Regions from separate parts of the Mus musculus genome. Here regions 1 and 2 are each linked to region 3. Evidence: chromatin contacts called from public Micro-C and promoter capture Hi-C data. All regions are on one chromosome and are shown on one strand. Each heading gives the region's core, a stretch centred on a gene start, on an enhancer-like site or on the middle of the called end of the contact. The rest is flanking DNA. Distances are from core to core; before and after follow the strand shown. Region 1 overlaps Sugct (succinyl-CoA glutarate-CoA transferase). Region 2 overlaps Sugct (succinyl-CoA glutarate-CoA transferase). Region 3 holds the start of Inhba (inhibin beta-A).

Region 1 (4,442 bases), core at 578-3,077, 1.2 Mb after region 3:
AGTGAAAGACTCAGAGTCGGGGATCGATGCAAAACCAAGATGAATTTGATTGTTCCAGCATGCTGGGATTGCCTGCACACAAAGGAAAGAGAATGACCCTGTGCAGCATGTTTGGCGAGTTTTTATACAGTTTTCAGAGCAGCAGCCATTAGGCACAATATGATTGGCAGAATAGTGTGACTTTTAAACTGATTGGTCTTTAGGGAATGAGGTGTTAAGACTTCCCTTATCTGTAGGTGGCCAATGGTTGGTCCACAATGTGTCTACAGGTTCTGGGCTTCCCCCACTTGCAGGTGGCCAATGGTCAGTCCCCCCAACCCTCTGTGGTCTGAGGAATGTAATTAAGCCTCTCCCTTCTAGAGGGGAGGGGTGCCTAATGCTCCATGACCTTTCTCTTCCAGGAGGGAGGGGTCTAGTGGAATTTTCCAAATGCCCTGAGCTGACCTCTTCAGTATGTACCTTGCCTCATAAGAAGACTGGCTAGTTGTCTATGGCAACAGACAAGAAAGGAGAACTAAGAGCTACCATAGTTTGAAATAATAAATAATATTTTCCCACAGTGAAATTGTTGAGAATGAAGAGACAAGGAACATCCAATAGCATGACTTATGAAATAATGCAGTTTTGTGGGACAGGCTCTGTGGACTAGTTATGACCATGTAATACATGGGGGCAGCATTTTAAGTCAAGTTGATAAGTCCTTACTCCTGGGAATAGAAATAGAACTTGCAGTTTGGGTAAATTACCCTGTCAAGGAGTGCAGAGTGGGTAGGAGAGATGGATTTTTAGATGAGGAAATTCTATTAGAAGGTTTAAATAAAGAACTATGCATAAGCAGAACATACAAGAGAAAACCTAGAGGTACATGAAGAAGAAAACAAGAGGCATTTAAGAGAAAGCAATAGATACTGATAAGTTCAACAAACCTGAAAACATTCATTAGTAACCCCAGAACAACAGTCTTTAAAATTCTCCACACACTAAAAGCTGGGACAAAGCAACTGCCAGTGCACAGATGTCGGGTGGCATTCACACCTACCACAGAGGGGTTCTGAAATGAACAAACCAACAATTCCAGGTGTTCCTAAGACATTCTTTCCCACTTTTTCAGAATGGCTAGAACCATCTTAAAGCCAGAATCCTGACTAAACAAGGTGAGGTCAAACAGGTACAAAGTCAGCAATCACAACCACAGCTTCACATAAACAGAAATCAGGATTTCCCAAATCCTGTGATTAGGTCAGGAAATCTCAAATCCCTGAACCAATTGATTAATACAACTCTGATGGCTTCAGGAAACAAATCGAAGTGGAGTTAGTTAAGAGGAGGCCGTGTAAGAAAAGCTATACTTAAACATAATTTGTCCCTTCCTTCCTTGCCTTTAGGGGAAGTGCGATGGAAGATGTTGCCCAGATCATAGCCCCCGTTTGGGCAAAGTTCTAGGTTATCATCTCAGTATCCTTCTTGCACTTTGATCTTAGTCATGCTGACAAAGGAAACAAGTGGAGTAAGCTAGACAAGCCCCTAAAGCGAGGTAATCATGACGGATGAGCATAGGGCTGAGCTGTTCCAGCTGGCCTCCCAGGCCCTCAGCAGGCCCTGTGTGATGTATTAGCAGGAGGAGCCCAGGTGCGGAGACCTTGCTTGCAGGCTCACCGAGTGCAGTCAGGCCATTAACTGATGGAAGCATTGAGTAACTGATGAAAAAAGCATGCAACGGAACGCCAGCCAGGAAATGGTTACAAATTAGAAAAAGAAAGCGCTATCAAGGGCAGAGGGGCCTCCTATGCCACAGCCATAAAAGCACTTCCTCTTTTTCTTGACTTCAGAAACACAGAGTGGAATTCTCTCCATATGAAATCTGTCCCAAGTCACCGGCTGCACTAAACCCCAACCTGTCCTTTTCGATGTGTTCGCACCGCAGTCACGCAGAAACAGATGTCCCTGTTTTGCTGTCACGTTGTTAAGGTAAAGTGTCACAGGACTTAGGGAATATCAGCCTATGACCTTTCCAGTGAGATTCTCCAGCACCCCATAGATTCTTTGGTTCTCTAAAAAAATCTGGATCCTTCAAGTTAGAGAAAGGTCACCAGCATGGTGACTCTGACAGGCTCTGTGACTGAGTTTAGCAGGACTTCCCTCAGCTCGCAAGTTTGGTGTAATTCTGATCCCTAAAAGTTTATTTATCTCATGATTCCTGTTGTACTGTCCTGGCTATCTGAGAATCATGGCCTCAGGCCAGGCTCCTATACTCCTAAAGCAGTCAGAATCTGCATTCGCAACACACACACACCCTTCTCTCTCTCTCTCCTCCCAATCAGTCACATATAAACAGAAATCAGCTTCAGTCACCACATTTCTGTTTGTCTCTCTAACAAGAGAGCTACTTTTTGAACTAAGCCTAATTGTGGCATCCTCCCACCAACAAACCAAGCACATATGGTGTCCTCTGGAGTTCGTAGAATGAATGGATCAGCCTGGACTGTCCATATTTATTGTGACCAAACACAACCTATATTTATTTCTCTTTCTATTTTGGATTGTTTTTTAGTGATTTAACTAAACCACTTCTTAAAAATGGTTTCTAGTTATACGTGGGTACAGGTTGGGATGTTTATAGGAATGATATTGTTCCTGACATAGTCAGCAGGAGTCAGTTCTCTCCCTTCAGAGACAGGCTATCCCAAAGGAAGATAAATAAAACTTTACTTTCAACAAAAATTCCATTAACTCCTTTATAATAAAAAGCAGAATTTTAACCCCAAAGCTGAAACCCTTACTAAGAATGTAATCAAAATACAAATTTTCCAAAAAAGCAATTAGGGAAGGATCTGAAGAGAAGCTTGTAGGCAAAGAGCATTCCTATCTTGAGTGCAGAGGCCTTAGAGGTACTGAGAGAGGTCACAGATCACGTATATACAGAGATGTGGGCTACAGACAGACAGAGGCCATGAGCATGCTTCCATGTGGTCCAGAGAAAAGAAGACAGGAAAGAATGAAGGCAGGAAAGGGCCATAACAAGACTGTGGAACCTTTTAAAGACATCAAGTGAGACAGTCAGCAGTTCACTTCTGTGAGAAACTGTGAGAAAACCTAGTGAAGAGCTTGAGCAGAATCACACATGCCGTAGTTTCCTGAGTCGGCCTGGAATGGGCTTCATACAAACAGTTGCCTTTCTAAAATGCTTGCTCTAATTTCATAGTCAATTTCAATTCAGTCATCATTTTAATTCTTGTTAATGTTTATTCTTATCACAAGAATCCTATTTTTAATATTGTCACTTCATAACTCATTCATCAATCATACAGAAAGTCCAGCTCATCAGATCAAGTAAGATTAAGTAAAAGTCCAAATAAGGAAGTAACAGTCAATGTTGTTGTCCAAGTGCCGTATTCACTCTATCACTTAAATGAAATAATTCCTCCCAGAATATCACACATATGCAAGCATAATGGTTACAAACCCAAAATAATTTGATCTGAGTTATATTATAGACTATTTATATGAATCATTTACATATTGTTACTACAATAATCTATAATAACAATAATTTACATGAAATTATATATATATATATATATCAGTTGGTAGAATGTTGATAACTTTTACCCATGTACAATTTATTATAAGCAATTTATCAAACCTCAAAACTACCTAGTGATTTCATCAGGTTTTAGTCTATTTCCATGAAAATATTCTAACAACTGATAGTAAGTTTTAGTAACATCTTGAATTAATTATCTCATATTTTCTCATAATTAGATATAAAAATATGTTTTTCCCCTCATGAAATAGAGAAAAGACATGATGGAGCTCAAGTAAAGAAAGAATACATAGAAAGCATATTAAGAATTTTATAAGGGTAAAATGATTTTATGTGAAACTACAATGGTACACACACATCACTGTGCATTAGTCAAAACACATGGAATCACAACACACACACACAGAAAATGAATGGTAATATGAACTACGGCCTTAGGATGCAGAAATGGGTCAGTGTAGGCTCCCTGGTGGCAACACATGCACCATTCTAGTGGAGCTCTTGAGAATAGAGAAGCAGATGTGTGGTACAGGGCTTTCTCAACTGTCTGTGAACCCCAAACTCTCTGAAAAACACAAACATGAAATAAACTAGAAAAATCCATAGCTTGAGGACTAAAATTAACACATGAAAAAAAATACAAGATGATGTAAAACTGAGGTCTGTATACAGAATGTTTGCATTTGAACTATCATAGAGTTATCACTAGATATAGTATTATATACCCATAATCCCAGCACACAGAAGGACAAAGATTTTAAGATCCTATCTCCACACAGAAAAGTTGGAAAAATGTGGTAATAGTTATAAGGGAAAAAAAAGGGTAAAATAGTTAAAAGTTGTAATGATAAAGAAAATAAAGTTTCTATAAAGTTAATTATCATGTATGTACATTATG
Region 2 (4,397 bases), core at 1,541-4,040, 1.3 Mb after region 3:
TAACTGAATGTGAACATAGAAGCAAGCCACTAAGTAGCATTTGCTGTGGTCTCTGCCTCAGTTCCTAATGAAGGTTCAAGTTTCTACAGGAGTTCCTGACTTGGCTTCTATAATCTGTAAGGCAAATAAACCCTGTTCTCTCCCAATGCTTTTGGTCAGAATGTTCTATCACAGCAACGGGAAAACAAAGGTAGATACTTAACAGCCCAGCAACTAAAGAACACACTGAAGTGTTTCATTCTTGAACAAAGATAGCTGCAAATGTAACTCAAGTAAAGTGTTTAAACTTCAAAATTCATCGCCCACACTAAGGAACAAGTGTCCCTTGAAAGGGAATGGACCAGGGGTGATGAAGACCCAATTCAAAGGGTTTCAAAAACACTGAGTCCTATGAATAGCCTCATTAGTAAAGTAGTACAAAGTTAAATGTATTTCTAAGTCCTGAAAGCTACTTTTATTTTTTTGAAGTTATCCAGAAATAAATTTTCTAACTACAAGCCCAGGCCAACTGAACCAAATTAGATCACACAATAATACTATATTTATATCATTCCAATCAAGATTTCTAATTGACAGAAAAATACTATTATATTAAATAAAAATTTCCAAAATTAATTATTGTAATGATAGTTAAGCAGAAAAAACTCTCAAGTACATGAACTTTGTGACTTAATAAAATGATTATAACTGGAATTATTTTTTAAAAAAAACTATCAGAATTGGTCAATGTGGCAATGGCTGTAATTCTAGTACTCAAGAGACTTAGATGAGATTACTATGAGTTCAAGGCTATCCTGAGCTACATAGCAAAATCCTGTCTCTAAAAAACAAAATAAAGGTATACCATAATTGATGATTCTTGAAGATTGAGGTATTTCTGTGTGATGGTTTGAAATATTTGTCATAGGCTCCTGTTTTAAATGTGTATCCCAGTTGGAAGTGCTCTTTAAGTAGGCTTTTGATTCTTTGGGGAAATATGGCTTCCCAAGTTAAAAATGTCTGAAATTTACAAGGTATCCCTGGCTCTGCTTCCTGTCTTCTCTGCTTTCTTTTCCACGATTTGAATGGCCTCTACCCCACTCTCCTATCACCATGAACAGAGCTATTCTACTATACTTTTTCTACTGTGGTAGACTGAAATGCTTTGAAAATTCAAACCAAACATTTAAATAATTCCTCTCTTGCTGTCTGTCAAGTATGTCCATTTGGTCATAAAATGTCATTTTTCAAGTATGTCATAATAATACAAAAGTAACAATATATCTTCCAACAGCCTGGGCGGGTAGCTTATGCTACACAATGGAATCTGCTTCACAGTTTGTACCTTGGTAATAGCGCTCACTGTGGTGTAGGCATTGTCACATGTCCCTAACTTACAAAAACCTGAGACTCAGGAAACTCAGAGTACTGGTTCAAGATGAGCGTTAGGAGACCATGGCCTCCAGTTTAGGTTCTCTGACTGTACGAGCATGAGTCTCTACAGTTTTTCCTTGGCTTTGTTGGCCTTAACACTGCAATCATCCCTATTTAGCCAATTCAACTCTACTGTGACAGCTCTGTTGTACACTGACTCTTGTATTCTCTGAAAGATCATGTATTGAATTTCAGAGACTCAAATGAGTATGAGAAACAAAGCTCAAAAACACTTTTAAGAGTCAGCACAAAATGGCTGATTCTGTTCCCAGAACACTCTAAAAGCAACAGTACTATAATCTGCTATATAACTACTTTTGACAGAACATCATTTTTGTGTGACTCTGTATAAATATGACTTTGAGGTGGGAGGCCTGGGCCTTTGACTGAGGCTATGCCTTTGCCACACTGACTGTATCTGTCTGTAAGCCTGTGTGCTGCCTACCTGTACACAGCCTATGTGTGGCAGCATGTGTTTGAGTCCCTGCCTGCTTCGCAACCCTAGTCAGAGTGAGTGAGGTCCTAACTACCTGAGTGTCCTCAAGTTCTCTTCAGTCTCCTGGCATGGGGATCATGGACCTCACACAAGATGTCAGTGTTGCTGGTTTTGCTTTATTCTGGTTAACTAATATTAAATCAGGTACCTTTGAGCTTATAGTCCCTCTTTTAACACTGAATTTATGTTCCAGGTTCCAGCCTCAAAAATTTTGTACATATCTATTTAAAAAAAAAACATGGTGACAATTAGATAATTAGAGGAATTTTTAAAAAATAAATTCTTAATTCAATTCCAAAAACATTTATCACCACTTTTTAGAAATCCCTAAAATGGAACATTTAATCTCACAATGATTCACTATAGTAAACTCTAAAATTAAGTAAGCTCACAGCCCTGCCCCTGAGACATCATTTAAGGGATCGAATCAGCCAGCGATGGCTGGAGCACTGTGCAGACTGTTGCTTTTGCTCATGAGAAAGCAGCACAGCACTTTTAACAATGACTTTCTGGACTGAATCCAAGAGACACTGGCTTTACATTAGTAACAGTTTCCCAGCGTTTAAAAGTTAATACCCATGTCATTCCAAACCACATTTTTTTTCTTCATTCAGTATTTTTTTTTTTTGAGTCTTTAAAATTAGCTCACATAAATATTTCTGTTTTTTTTTTTTAAAAAAAAAAAAAACCTTTCCTTCCCCCACTTAACTCCATCTGTCCTTCAAGATTCATGACAAGTGGAACTGCCTCCAGGAAGTCTTCCCTGGCTGACGTTGGCTGAAGCATTTAGTCCCTTCTCTTAAGCTCCACAGCACACTGGCCACCCTGGCCCTAGCCACACACTGCTAGTGTGGAGTCATTCACTGCTTTATGTATTTGCTCTCGTAATTACACCAGGAACTCCTCAGAAGCCAAGGCTTCACATTTCACCCCAATGTCTGCTGCACCAGGGTATCTAGGCAAAGGCCAAAGAATGTTAGTAATGCAGGAGGGAGGCAGGGAATGCTATGAATGTTGTTTCTACTTTCGCCATTGTTCTCCATTCCTTCAGTCTCATTTCAGGGCTTCCTGATATTTCTCTCCAAACTACTACACATCGTCTCCATCCCCCTTTTCTTGGACTGAACACACATAAAGACTTCCCTCTTGTGGTCCTATCTACAAGTCACACAAGTTGAGTCTGTTGTTCCTGAGCATCACAAAGATGGGATGTGTTTGTGCTTGCCAGAACCTGGACCAATCTGTAACTTGGACTCTTTGGGCTTTAGCTAAGGTTTAATAAGTTTTAGCTTTACCTGGTGTTCAACATTAGCAGCTGGGTAAACAGAGTTTCTGTAACACTCAGGATAAAATGGCAAGCTCAAGGGGAATGTCTTCCATATTACAAAAAGAAAAAAAAAAAAAAAAACGATTTGCTGGCAGGCACAGTGGGGACTTAGGAACACCTGAGAGGCCTGGAGGGAACTGTGTGTGCTGGCTACAGAAACACTTGATGACCAAAGCAGGCAGCTGAGTCTCAGAGAAGGCCTCCAAAGGTACTCCAAGAGAACAGTCAAAGAAAACCTCCCACAGGCCCTTTGAGCAGTCTAAGAATTCCACTGTGTACAAAGGGAATTCCTGATTCTGCAGACTTCACATGAATCCTACTGTGGCAAAGATGGAAATAGTCACTGCCAAGGAAAATTCTTGGAAGATTATGAACCACAGTAGGAAATCCATATGTCTACTGAGGAGCACACACTTGTAAAAGTCTGGTAATGCCTCAGTTCCCAGTTTGGGGTGTCAAATTGAGTGCAGGAACTGAGTTTCTTATGAGTCCATCATGCCTAGAGTTTATTTTTAGTTTATTTTAAGAGTTATCTGTACTGCTAGTTCATTCTCAGAAATGCAGCCCTAGTTTGACATATTCTAAAGATGAGCATATATGTAGGCACATAAGAAAAGTACCTATTTTCATAATAGACAACAGGCAAACCCCTGCTATATTCACATGTTGATGTAACTTTTGATCTAAAAATATACTTCCAATTCAAGAGGGATTGGCAGATACTAGAAAAATATAACATTTATATTAATATATTTAAAAAGACAATAAATGGTTAATGCACTCCAGTTGTAATATTTTTTGAAGCAAAAAGAAGGTTTTTTTTTTTTAAAGAAAACATTATATGAAAAACATGCTCAAAACAACTGCAAGAACTGTCTTCTAGAAAGTCTGCAAGCATGCAGGGAGCTGGGCATTTTGTCTATATTTTTATGCCAGTCCTTAGTATGTCGTAGGTATTCTATATTTGTAAAAATAAATGAGTGAGTGAATGAGCAAGTAAACAAATTTAAGAGAGTCCAGTATTGAGTACTAAATGTTACAAGGGAAATTGAGCTTTCTCTCAGGGTTCTTAGTCTTCTTAATAAGAACAAAACCTTAAGAACAATTCAGATGAAAGGTCGGGGACAATTTTATTAGCACCTACTAGAAAAACCACAGGCA
Region 3 (4,385 bases), core at 1,445-3,944:
TTGAGGCTTTGTATGTGCTAGCCATTCTTGGGAAGAAATCCAGGCATTTATGAATCATTTGGGAGTTGATTGAAGCTTTTGGTTCTAAAATGACCATTTACCTGAGTAGACTATGATTCATATCTTGGAGGAGATGACATGGCGTCATGATGTCTAAGACAGTCCTTTCATGGCTCTGTCCATTGACAAATGAACTCTGACTTACTCTCTCCTTTCTGGGTGACCTGAGCCACTGAGACGCTAAGCCATGAACTTGGGACAGTAGCCCTTGTCTCCTGAACAGTATTCATACCTAAGCTGGCTTGTTGTAGGCTGTTTCTGTCTTTGATATTTATCGTTTGTTGTTGATGACACCTTTTCTGTGTCTGTCACAATCATATCTGGCTCTTCTCATAGGAACAGCACCTGGAGGGCCACAGCCTTCCTTCCACTTTCTTATGAGAAGGGCACTTGCAGGATCATTTGTTGCTTGGAGTGAACGTTATGATTTAGGCAAGAACTCTGTTTTATTTCTTTGGATATTAATATTATGTCATTACCTTGAGTACTAGGCAATAAAAATAAAAACTATTAGCTTTCTCTCTTTCTCTCTTTTTAAGTTAAGTATGGCTATCTCATATTTGCAAAATTTACTTTGGGGAATTCACTGTTGCATTGATGGAGCTGTTACTAAACGGCTAAAGTGAAGAACCCAGTTCTTCATTTACTTTTTCTCAGTGAGTCCATTATCTTCGAAGACATTGGGTATGAGTCAGCCCATCAAGATTTGTTTCTTGCCACCACAACTGCCCTTGGTTTAACCCAAAAACTGGCTGAGAATGTGCTGAGGGCATATGAGAATGTGGGTGGGGATTGCAAGGCTGCTATTTGTTGCCTGATATGAGTTTCTACTCATTGGGTACCATGCATGCATGAGGAAGCAGGGTCACTTCAATCACTAATACTTTGCATAATTGGATTCTTTTCCAGTGTTATAGTCTGGGTTTCCAAGTTCTCTTGCAGCACAGATGGAAAGGGAATTGGGTGAAATCTTAAAATCATGACTCTAACTCAGGGCTTCTCACTGTATAATCATTGCTAATTTTTCTAGCGTGGGCACCATCCTGTGCTGTGCATTGTAGGAGAGCTCTTAGCATTGGCCTCTGTTCAGTAGATGCCAGTGGCACCTCCTTCCTGGTTATGACAGCTGAACGCATTGTCAGATGTCCCGGAGAGAGAAACCAGTTCAGCTGAGAACCGCTGTTCTGGAGTGAACAACAACGCTTTACTTACGGAATTTTTCCTTCTTTTTCTTTTCCCATTTTTTAACTGTAGCATCTGGGGCCACTGTTCAGATGACAGTCTTCAATATCCTGAAGGCAGGTCCTCATAGACAGCATGAGGCCTGAAGGGATACTCAGGTGGTTCTGAGAAAAAATGTGAGTCTTAGGAATCAGGGAGTTTGGGGTTAACCGTCTCTTATTTGTTGTTTTGGATACAGTTCAGAGCAATGTGAATGCCCCCCTTTCCAGTTCGGTTTTGAACTATTCATTCTTGTTCTAGCTTAGAAGCACACAGCCCCCTAGTTGGATTTTTGACTGCAAAGTGCCGCTCCATCTCTGGCCCAAATCCTGGTATCTAACATTTGGCCCAAACTAGTTGCAGGCTGTGGCCTGTAGGAAACAGACAGGTTTGCCAACCCCATACTCTACCAAAGCCGTTTGATGGGATGGTTAGACAGGGACTTCCACAGTTTACTGCAGCAAATATCATTCAGAGTCCTGCCCATGTTTTCTGGATGTTGTGCTGTCTCTTGTGGGGGAGAGGGTAACCCTAACCAAGGAGGCCAGGTCTTCCCCCCCCCCCCACCACCCCTTAAGCCCAGAACAACACGTAGCTGATGAGAACACCTCAAAGGTTCTTTTCATTTTTATAGTCACGTTTCATGTTTACTTTCCCAGCAAGGCAGGCAGAAATCATGAATTTTTTTTTTTGAAACAGATTTTTCATAGGAAGGAACCAAACACCCTGAGTTATCAGCAGCTTGTCTGTGCCTCTGAACCACCAGCCTCCTGTCATTCAGTTGAATCAGAGGACACTTGTCAGTCACCTGCTTAAGGTGTCCACATTCTCTGGCTTGCATGTTTCACTGAATCACAGGATCTGTGAGCAGCAGCTAACCACAGAGTCAGAGTCGTGGAAAACGGCTTCCTTTCCAAGCCTGTCTCCTTGCTTCAGGGATAGTGAGGGAAGAGCGATTAATAGCCTGCATGAAAGCTTAAGGACATACGGTTTGCTTGAGAGGAAAAGTGAATATTCTCACGACTTGATCTCTGCCAACTTTATATGGGCCCAGCTGCTGCACAGGGCAAACACACTAGTCCAGAGTTAGCTATGCCCCTAAGATGTGTGTCACCACAAGCCACCGGCCAGCACTGAAACGCAGGTTTCCCTCATCCACACAAAGGAGCTCTATCCTCAAAGGAACTTTGTTTCTTGACCAGCTCACTAATTGTGATTGAAAACACCAGCTCCCCAGCAATGCTCACGCATCCGAGTTAGCAGAAACAAGACAGGCCCTAATTGCTCCATTTACATAAAAGTAGAAACATACAACTTCTAAATATAAATCTCTGGCACATCTCTTCTTTTGCAATTACAGTAAAATAAGGTACCAGTTTCCCTCCGGGCTCCTCCTCACAGCAAGCTGCTCCCGGGGTTCGCTAGTGGCTGCTCCTCCAGGCAGCACCGGGCCAGCGTGGAGTTGGAGCTTTGTGAAGTAGCCAGTAAATCAGAACGCCTCCGCTAGGTGCAGAGCGCGGTGGCAGCGGGCCACTCTGCCAGTGCGGTAGTCGGTGGGACCGAACTCTACACTCGGGAAGGGGCAGTCTGCGGGTGCGGGGCCTGAGCTGCCGCTCGCCTCCGTTGGCCAGGAGACCGGCAGCCCCACTGCAGGTCCTGGTCCCTGACATTCCCTGGCACCGAGGGCTGGGATCAGAGATTCCCGGCTGCACTCACTGAACAGTGATTTTTTTTTTTTCTTTCCCCTCCCTGAATTCTTTAGCTGCCAAAAGGGGGGGAAAAATCAAGAGCTGCGCTTTTAAACGAAGTTGCCCTTGCTGGTGTTCAGGGTAAAAATAGAGGCGGCCGCTTGGACCAGCTTGGCCCCTGAGTCCAGGCGTCCCGCGAGCCGGGCTGGAGCTGCGCATTCGGGAGTGATCCCTGGAAACTGCCAGCAGGTGCTGCTCAAGGTACGGTGGCAAGCTGAAAAGGGACAGGGCCTGGGTGCAGGGAGTCTCCGCGGGAGGGGCAGGAAGTGAAAGAGAAACCAACCCCGCTCAGAGCTGCGCTGACCAGCGCACGCCCTGGGCCCTGGAATTCAGCTGGGAAACGCTGATCCTCAGCCCAGAATATTCCACAGAAGCATTTTAACCTACCTGCTTCCTCCACCACCCCCACCTGGATTTCCATGGAGGAGAGGAGGCTTTCCCAAAGTGGTTCCAGCTCTGAGGTTGGGGGAGATTCAGCTACGTCATAGCTGCTAGACTGGCTTAGCAGGTTGGCACTTTCAGGGTGTCAAAGGCCAACAGGGTCTCAGAGTGACCCTGTGTGAGGCGGCCCCTGCAGTCAGGGTCTTGAACATTCTTATGACACACATGCTTAAGAAACTACAGGGATGCTCCGAAATAACATTCTTTTGTGACCACTGAGTTTTGATCCTGAAATTATACATCCCACTTTATAGATGGAAACACTGAGGCTTGAGTTTAAATTAGGAGGGCGCCCCGGAGCTGGGGTCTGATTCGGGCACTTTTCTGTGCCAAGCCAGTCTACAATCTACATTCGGGTGCAAGTGGGACTTTCCCTGAAGTTATGTGTGAGGCAAGAAATGAGTTTAGATGCTCAGGGATTCTTATCAAACAGCATGGAAGTGCCTCTCTTCCAAAGGTTTATGTTCACCCCGGGGTTGGGGTTGGAATGGAAATGACTATCACTGATTATCTTTCTGTCTTTGCCACCCATATTCCTGTCATTTTCCCCTGCAACTTTATTTCCTACTTCAGTTCTCTTATGCGGATCTTAGAATACTCCTTCCCCTTGCCCCTCCCCTTCCCCCACATATAGCTAGCATCCACACTTTGAAAGCCCTCAAGAGAGACCCTTTCACAGACAGCTCCTGGTGTCATAAAGAAACCTTCCCCACTTCACATCAGGAGACCAGAGCCTCTACAGTTTGCTTATGGGCACAGTGAAAAGTTTATTTTATGCATCTTAAATCCGGCACACGAAACAACATATCTGGTCATATGGCTTTCATTAGTCCCCAGTTTTGCACGTTTTATCCAACTTGTCATAAGAACCTGGTCAGTGCCTTAGCTGTACTTCGCCCCGAGAACAACAGCCCT

The links. Promoter capture Hi-C pulls out the DNA fragments that hold promoters and counts their contacts. Hi-C and Micro-C count contacts between places; a contact is called where the count stands out from the background.
Region 1: a contact with region 3 is called in a promoter capture Hi-C map of second pharyngeal arch cranial neural crest. The contact joins the enhancer-like site here to the promoter of Inhba in region 3. A contact is called at or near these places in 12 of 39 promoter capture datasets (the 3T3-L1 cell line, cranial neural crest, embryonic stem cells and 7 more), 8 of 115 datasets of contacts at active chromatin or transcription factors (the NIH/3T3 cell line, acute myeloid leukemia, astrocytes and 5 more) and 1 of 9 other capture datasets (embryonic stem cells).
Region 2: a Micro-C map of embryonic fibroblasts shows a contact between it and region 3, with 8 times the contacts expected there. The contact joins the enhancer-like site here to the promoter of Inhba in region 3. A contact is called at or near these places in 13 of 39 promoter capture datasets (the 3T3-L1 cell line, 3T3-L1-derived adipocytes, the HPC-7 cell line and 7 more), 5 of 484 Hi-C or Micro-C datasets (cerebral cortex, embryonic fibroblasts and ventricular fibroblasts) and 5 of 115 datasets of contacts at active chromatin or transcription factors (the NIH/3T3 cell line, astrocytes, cardiomyocytes and 2 more).

Annotation. Positions count from the first base shown.
Region 1 is chr13:17,183,759-17,188,200 of GRCm38.p6, forward strand. All of the region lies in intron 12 of Sugct (succinyl-CoA glutarate-CoA transferase), which reads right to left. Among named protein-coding and RNA genes, the nearest start is that of Gm25020, 20 kb to the right of the region's middle. Within about 2 kb of position 1,828, at least 74 of the 459 cell types and tissues checked have an H3K27ac peak or open chromatin away from gene starts, as enhancers often do. A contact at or near this core is called in acute myeloid leukemia, embryonic limb bud and second pharyngeal arch cranial neural crest, where this site is marked.
Region 2 is chr13:17,294,276-17,298,672 of GRCm38.p6, forward strand. The region is part of intron 11 of Sugct (succinyl-CoA glutarate-CoA transferase); the gene reads right to left. Among named protein-coding and RNA genes, the nearest start is that of Gm25020, 90 kb to the left of the region's middle. Within about 2 kb of position 2,791, at least 25 of the 459 cell types and tissues checked have an H3K27ac peak or open chromatin away from gene starts, as enhancers often do. A contact at or near this core is called in embryonic fibroblasts and stem cell-derived neural progenitor cells, where this site is marked.
Region 3 is chr13:16,009,157-16,013,541 of GRCm38.p6, forward strand. Inhba (inhibin beta-A) reads left to right here and starts at 2,695. Exons shown (of 5, transcript NM_008380.2): 1 at 2,695-2,934; 2 at 3,044-3,230. It also overlaps the pseudogene B230303A05Rik.